Regions from separate parts of the Zea mays genome. Here region 2 is linked to region 1. Evidence: chromatin contacts called from public Hi-C data. All regions are on one chromosome and are shown on one strand. The core of a region is the stretch at or near the end of the contact, and the rest is flanking DNA. Distances in the headings are between cores, read along the strand shown. Region 1 holds the start of LOC103639378 (type IV inositol polyphosphate 5-phosphatase 9). Region 2 holds the start of LOC100381655 (Glutamate decarboxylase 1).

Region 1 (2,836 bases), core at 220-2,719:
CCCACACCGTGAGCAGGACGCCCACCATCTGCTTGCTCACCACGCACCGGTAGTCCCTGCAGGCCAGCCCGCCGCCGCCGCCGCCGTCCCGCACCGGGTGCACCTTCTGCCTGCCGCCGCCGCCGCCGTCGCCTGAGCCTGATCCGCCGCCGCTCCCTCCCCCGCGCTGCGCGTGCGATGACGACGACCGGTTGAGCGCGGCGCGGGTGAGCTCGATCCACCGCATCCCGACGCGCTTCTTGTCGGCACCCAGCACGTTGCGCGCGCGCAGCGGCACCACCTCCTGGAACCCCAGCACGTACATGTCGTAGGGCCCGTCGTCGTCGTCGCCGCCGCCGCCGTCCAGCCAGTCCGACAGGTCCAGCTCGTCCGGTGGCGCCACGCCGCCGACGTTCCACGTGCTCGCGAACAGCCTGATATGCCATATGCCAGCAGACGATAGCGAGACGCCAGTTTAGCTTACTTAGCGGCGATTTTGACTTTCTTCCACAGCAGCAGCAGGCAGCAGCCAGTAGTCACTCACGGCTCTCTCCTCTCCCTGAGGAATACATGGTTGGCTACTGCTCGAGTGCACATGGCCAATAGGAGAAGCACGTACTTGTACTTGAGGGTCTTCTTGTTGCGCTCCTGCGGCTGCGGCTGCGGCCGCGCCCGCTTCACGCAGCGGCTGGCGTCCGCGTCGTCGGGGTCGGGGCTGCACCCGCCGCCGTCGAACTCCGTTCCACCAAAGACGACATCGCCGTCGCCATCGGTGGCCGGGAAATCGGCGACGAAGGCGTGGCTGCCCGAGGTCTTCCGGAAGAGCTTGTTGGCCACCAGCCGCGGCCAGAGAACCTAGCCCCATGTGCGCACACAGCTAGCGTTAGTATATTACAATACACACAAAACCATGTCGCAGAGGGCGCCGGCCGTGTCGGAGCTGGGGCTAGCTCGGAAGATGAGCGAGTAGCGGGATCGGACATCAAGTGGAGAGGAGATAGATCTACAAGAAGGCGGCAACAGAGCGTGATGATGAGTGCGCTCGGCCGGGCTGGCCTACCTCCGCTTGCTTTTGGTTCTCTAGCATGATGAACTGATGATGAGCTTGTAGCACCACCAGCACGATGGAGTCGTAGCCTCGCGTATGCCCTCGCGAGCGGTCGTCTAGCTAAGCTAGCTATAGGGCGATGACGTGACGACGACTGCGGAGAAGAGCAGAAGAACGCCGGAGGACGAAGACGAGATGAAACTGAGAGGCCGCCTAGAGGACGGAAAGGGAAGAGAACAGCGGCTTAAATAGGCGCCGCGGGGGCTACATGACAAGGCGCGCGCCGCGCGGAGACAAAAATCTATGGAGCAGCTCGCGCCCGCCCGCCCATGTTCACGCACTCTCACAGGCACAGCTCACAGCCAGAGCTAACCGCCGGATGTTAACTTGGGTAGGACTAGTCACTAGAGGTCGGTCGGGCGCGTGCGCTGCATGGTGCCTGGCCAAGGGGGAAAAAGGGAGTACTAGCTACTACGAAGGATGGATGGCAGTGAAAGTGGAGGAAAGGGGGATGACGTCGGCTTTTGGACGCCATATATAGATGGTCAAATAAAGCGTGGAGTGACCTGTCTGGAGGGCACGATAGAGAGAGATTGTTGGAATGGGAATCTTTGCCTCTTCCACCAGCAGCCGGTCGGCGACAGCTCCACTCCAAGTCAGCGCCTGCAATCACAATTCGCAAGTGCTAATGTGTACGTCCGGTACATTTACATCTGAAACCCATGGATTTTTTTAAAAAAAAATCGCGAAAAAGTTATCTCAATTCGAATGGTACCTATTATAAATGTACTAGAACTCGAAGCGCCCTTACGGGCGCCATATTAGGACAATGCAGAATCTGTGTTGAGAAAAGTTTTTAGTCTGAATAAATCTATGTTAAATCTAAACGAAACTATTTGATGTAGAAGTTGCTGTCTGAACCATGGAAGATGCTGTCCGAACCTTGTGCAAACACAGGTTTCAGGTTAAACATACAAAACATCAACTTCTTTGGTAACCTTGTGGAACCATGTGCCATACAAAACAGTAGGTTCTTTAGTCTCAACCATAGAAGCTTTGTGGGACCTTGGGCATGCAAGCAGCATACAAAACAACACCTTCTATGGTTTCAATCTCGTACCAGCATAGAAGTTGCTATATACAAAACGGATTTCAGGTTTCTACAAAGTAGTATGCACAACATACACAATAGGTTTCAGGTTACCAAAAAGCAACATACACAACATAGAAAATAGGTTTCAGGTTACCAAAAATACCATAAACAGATCTCACACCAGCCTACACAGGTTTCAGGTTCAAATACAAGCATACACATGTTACATATTGTCAGCATAGAACTTGTGTAACCATATATAGATATAATTCATAGAATTCCTAAATCACATACTAAGAACAACTGCTTCTTTGAGTGACACTGACATCTCTTGGATACCGTGGCTTGGGAAATGGTTGCAAGGCCTTGAGGGGGGGTCAAAATAAAACTGACAAGGCCACTGATGCATTTGTGAACATAGCATGCCCCCATAGGGCCACCGATGCTACACAAGCTTCTTTCTAATATCATTTATCGACTGTTGTTTAATCTATAGACTATCTCGCTAGCCTACATGCGAGTGTTTATAAACTGGAGGCCCATATTTTTACTTTTTTCTAAAAAATAAACAATACAACAAAAGTAGGAAAATTTCTGTTAGATTCAAACCACAAAAAAGCAACTATAATGCAAGCAAACAAATGGTATATAACCAAAAAAATCCAATCATTTGTGACCCTCAAAAGGAGAAACTTTCAGAGTAACACTTACTTTTA
Region 2 (2,836 bases), core at 179-2,678, 370 kb before region 1:
GGCGGCACTCTGTTTTGTACTCCCTCCGTTTCTTTTTATTTGTCGCTGGATAGTGCAATTTTACACTATCCAGCGACAAATAAAAAGAAACGGAGGGAGTATAGGAGTAGCAAGTAACCTAAGGATGGATGTGGATGTGGTACAGCCTCGTGCAGCCGTGCCGGGCTATCTGGAAAGGCACGCGGGGAGTCGGTCGGTGGGGCAGGACCGACGGGACGCGGCGACCACCCATACCGTGCGCGACAAACTGCGCGTGGCCTTTTCTTGGACGGAAAGCCGGTGGATCCGACGCGCCCGCGGGTTGCCGCGGCACGGGCACGGCACGCAGGAGGGGAGCCTGGGAGGCTGGACTGGTGCCGGGCGGTTTTGCCGCCTACCCCCCGCCGCGCAAACCGGCGTCCGGACGGGCTGGTGCGTCTCCCGCCGACTCCGCCTGCGCCTGCGCCGTGACACGGATGCCACGAGCCCACGCACGACCCTGGCTTCCGCGACCGCGCTGCCCGAGAGCAGAACCCGGCCGCGGCACGCAGTTTTGGCACCGCGCCTGCCGCCCGTACGGAGCAGACGGCAGAGCGAGCGTGCTTCTGGCTTGTGGGTCGCTCGTGAGTGGAGCGTTTAGCTTATGCCTGTTCTCACTTTCTTAAATTAGTGCACGTAAAACCAGCGACGGAGGGTTCCTTTTTTACTAGTGCTATTTTTTTAACCGGTTTGTCACCGACAGAAGCGTATGTATATACATGTCAAACGTACTAGTACACTCGGTCTTTTTACATACATATGGTTTGCTCGTTCCTTACTGGTTCAGTTTGTTTTTGTTTCCAGGAGTAGGAACTCTGTACTGCTACACGGCACGGCCCCTCCCTGCTCCCTCGGGTCAAAACTCAAAAGCCTTCATTTTGATCACGGCCAGCCGGTCAGGTCATTTCTTTATTATTTTCATGTCGTTATTTTCTTTCTCGTTTTTTGGGTGATGCGAAGAGCCAAACGGGAGCTTAAATATTGACCAGTGTCCTTCTGGAGCAAATTAACTTTGACTCTCACCAAGACGTGTTTTTTGCATATACATGGACTGATGGACTGATCTGTTTCTTTTATGCGAGAACAAGTACTATATGGTAAGCGAGAACTCGCAGTGGTGGGAACAAAGCCCATCGCAGAAACGGCACCACCACCGCTGCTCTCTCGCTTCGATTTGCCTTGCCATCTAGATTCTAGATAGACTGCTACTGCTACCGTCCTTACGACGCGAGAAGTGGCCTGCTATTGCTAGAAGCCCGGGGTCACTTTCTTTGAACGTACGCCGTACGCGTATACACACATGCTAAAGCATCAGGTCTCCTGCCTGCCCCTTCCTTGCCCGGGCCAGCCTCGCCGCTTGGGGCGCGCATAAATACCAGCGCGGCCGCGGTACCCCTGCCACAGACACACAACACACAATCCCCTGCAACTGCAAGTCGTCTTCTTCCCCAAGCCTAAAACCAACAACAGTTTGGCAGATCGCCCGGCTCGATCGATCGCAGCCATGGTGCTCTCCAAGGCCGTCTCCGAGAGTGACATGTCCGTGCACTCCACGTTCGCGTCGCGCTACGTCCGCTCGTCTCTCCCAAGGTACGCACCCATTATTCCCCCCCACTACTCCCCTTAATTCGCAGCTGTTCTTGCAATTGGACCGGCCGGCGACTCCATCTCGCGTGAACATGTTCTTCTTGCCGGTGTTTGTGTGCTGGAACGGCCGGTTTATCTGCAGCTGCTAGTGGCTATGGCTTTGAGCACTGACATACTGACTTTTGGTCCGTGCCCGCGCGCCCGCGCCGCAGGTACCGCATGCCGGAGAACTCCATCCCCAAGGAGGCGGCGTACCAGATCATCAACGACGAGCTCATGCTCGACGGGAACCCGCGCCTCAACCTGGCGTCCTTCGTCACCACCTGGATGGAGCCCGAGTGCGACAAGCTCATCATGGCCGCCATCAACAAGAACTACGTCGACATGGACGAGTACCCCGTCACCACCGAGCTCCAGGTACATCATCATCACCCTCAGCAACGATCTTTTTGATCGGAGAGTTCTTGGTTGGCTGACCAAAAGCCAGTTCCAGCAGAACCGACTCAGATTTTGTGTCTTCTCTCTCCTGACACTCGACTGCGGCGACATTGCAGAACCGGTGCGTGAACATGATCGCGCATCTCTTCAACGCGCCGTTGGGCGAGTCCGAGACGGCGGTGGGCGTCGGCACGGTGGGCTCGTCGGAGGCCATCATGCTTGCCGGGCTGGCCTTCAAGCGCAGGTGGCAGAACAAGCGCAGGGCCGAGGGCAAGCCGTTCGACAAGCCCAACATTGTCACCGGCGCCAACGTCCAGGTACTAACAGTTCGTTTTCATTCGGCCCCCAAATCCCAACAAGCTAGGCGACGAATCTCGGCTCTAAACCAGTCGCGCGCGATCGCCCGTTTGAGTCCTGCAGGTTTGCTGGGAGAAGTTCGCGAGGTACTTCGAGGTGGAGCTCAGGGAGGTGAAGCTGCGCGACGGCTACTACGTGATGGACCCCGAGAAGGCGGTGGAGATGGTGGACGAGAACACCATCTGCGTCGCCGCGATCCTGGGCTCCACGCTCAACGGCGAGTTCGAGGACGTGAAGCTGCTCAACGACCTGCTCCAAGCCAAGAACAGGGAGACCCGGTGGGAGACGCCCATCCACGTGGACGCGGCGAGCGGCGGCTTCATCGCGCCCTTCCTGTACCCGGACCTGGAGTGGGACTTCCGCCTGCCGCTGGTCAAGAGCATCAACGTCAGCGGCCACAAGTACGGCCTCGTCTACGCCGGCATCGGCTGGTGCA

Evidence for each region. A called contact is a pair of places that touch in the nucleus more often than the background predicts.
Region 2: a Hi-C map of ear shows a contact between it and region 1, with 2.2 times the contacts expected there. The contact joins the promoter of LOC100381655 here to the promoter of LOC103639378 in region 1. A contact is called at or near these places in 3 of 25 Hi-C or Micro-C datasets (ear, endosperm and leaf).

Annotation. Positions count from the first base shown.
Region 1 is chr9:150,157,157-150,159,992 of Zm-B73-REFERENCE-NAM-5.0, reverse strand. LOC103639378 (type IV inositol polyphosphate 5-phosphatase 9) reads right to left here and starts at 1,469. Exons shown (of 5, transcript XM_008662130.3): 1 at 1,040-1,469; 2 at 599-834; 3 at 1-413. The coding sequence starts at 1,066.
Region 2 is chr9:150,524,850-150,527,685 of Zm-B73-REFERENCE-NAM-5.0, reverse strand. It overlaps LOC100381655 (Glutamate decarboxylase 1), which reads left to right and starts at 1,428. Exons shown (of 5, transcript NM_001174470.1): 1 at 1,428-1,608; 2 at 1,818-2,022; 3 at 2,160-2,360; 4 at 2,464-2,836. The coding sequence starts at 1,523.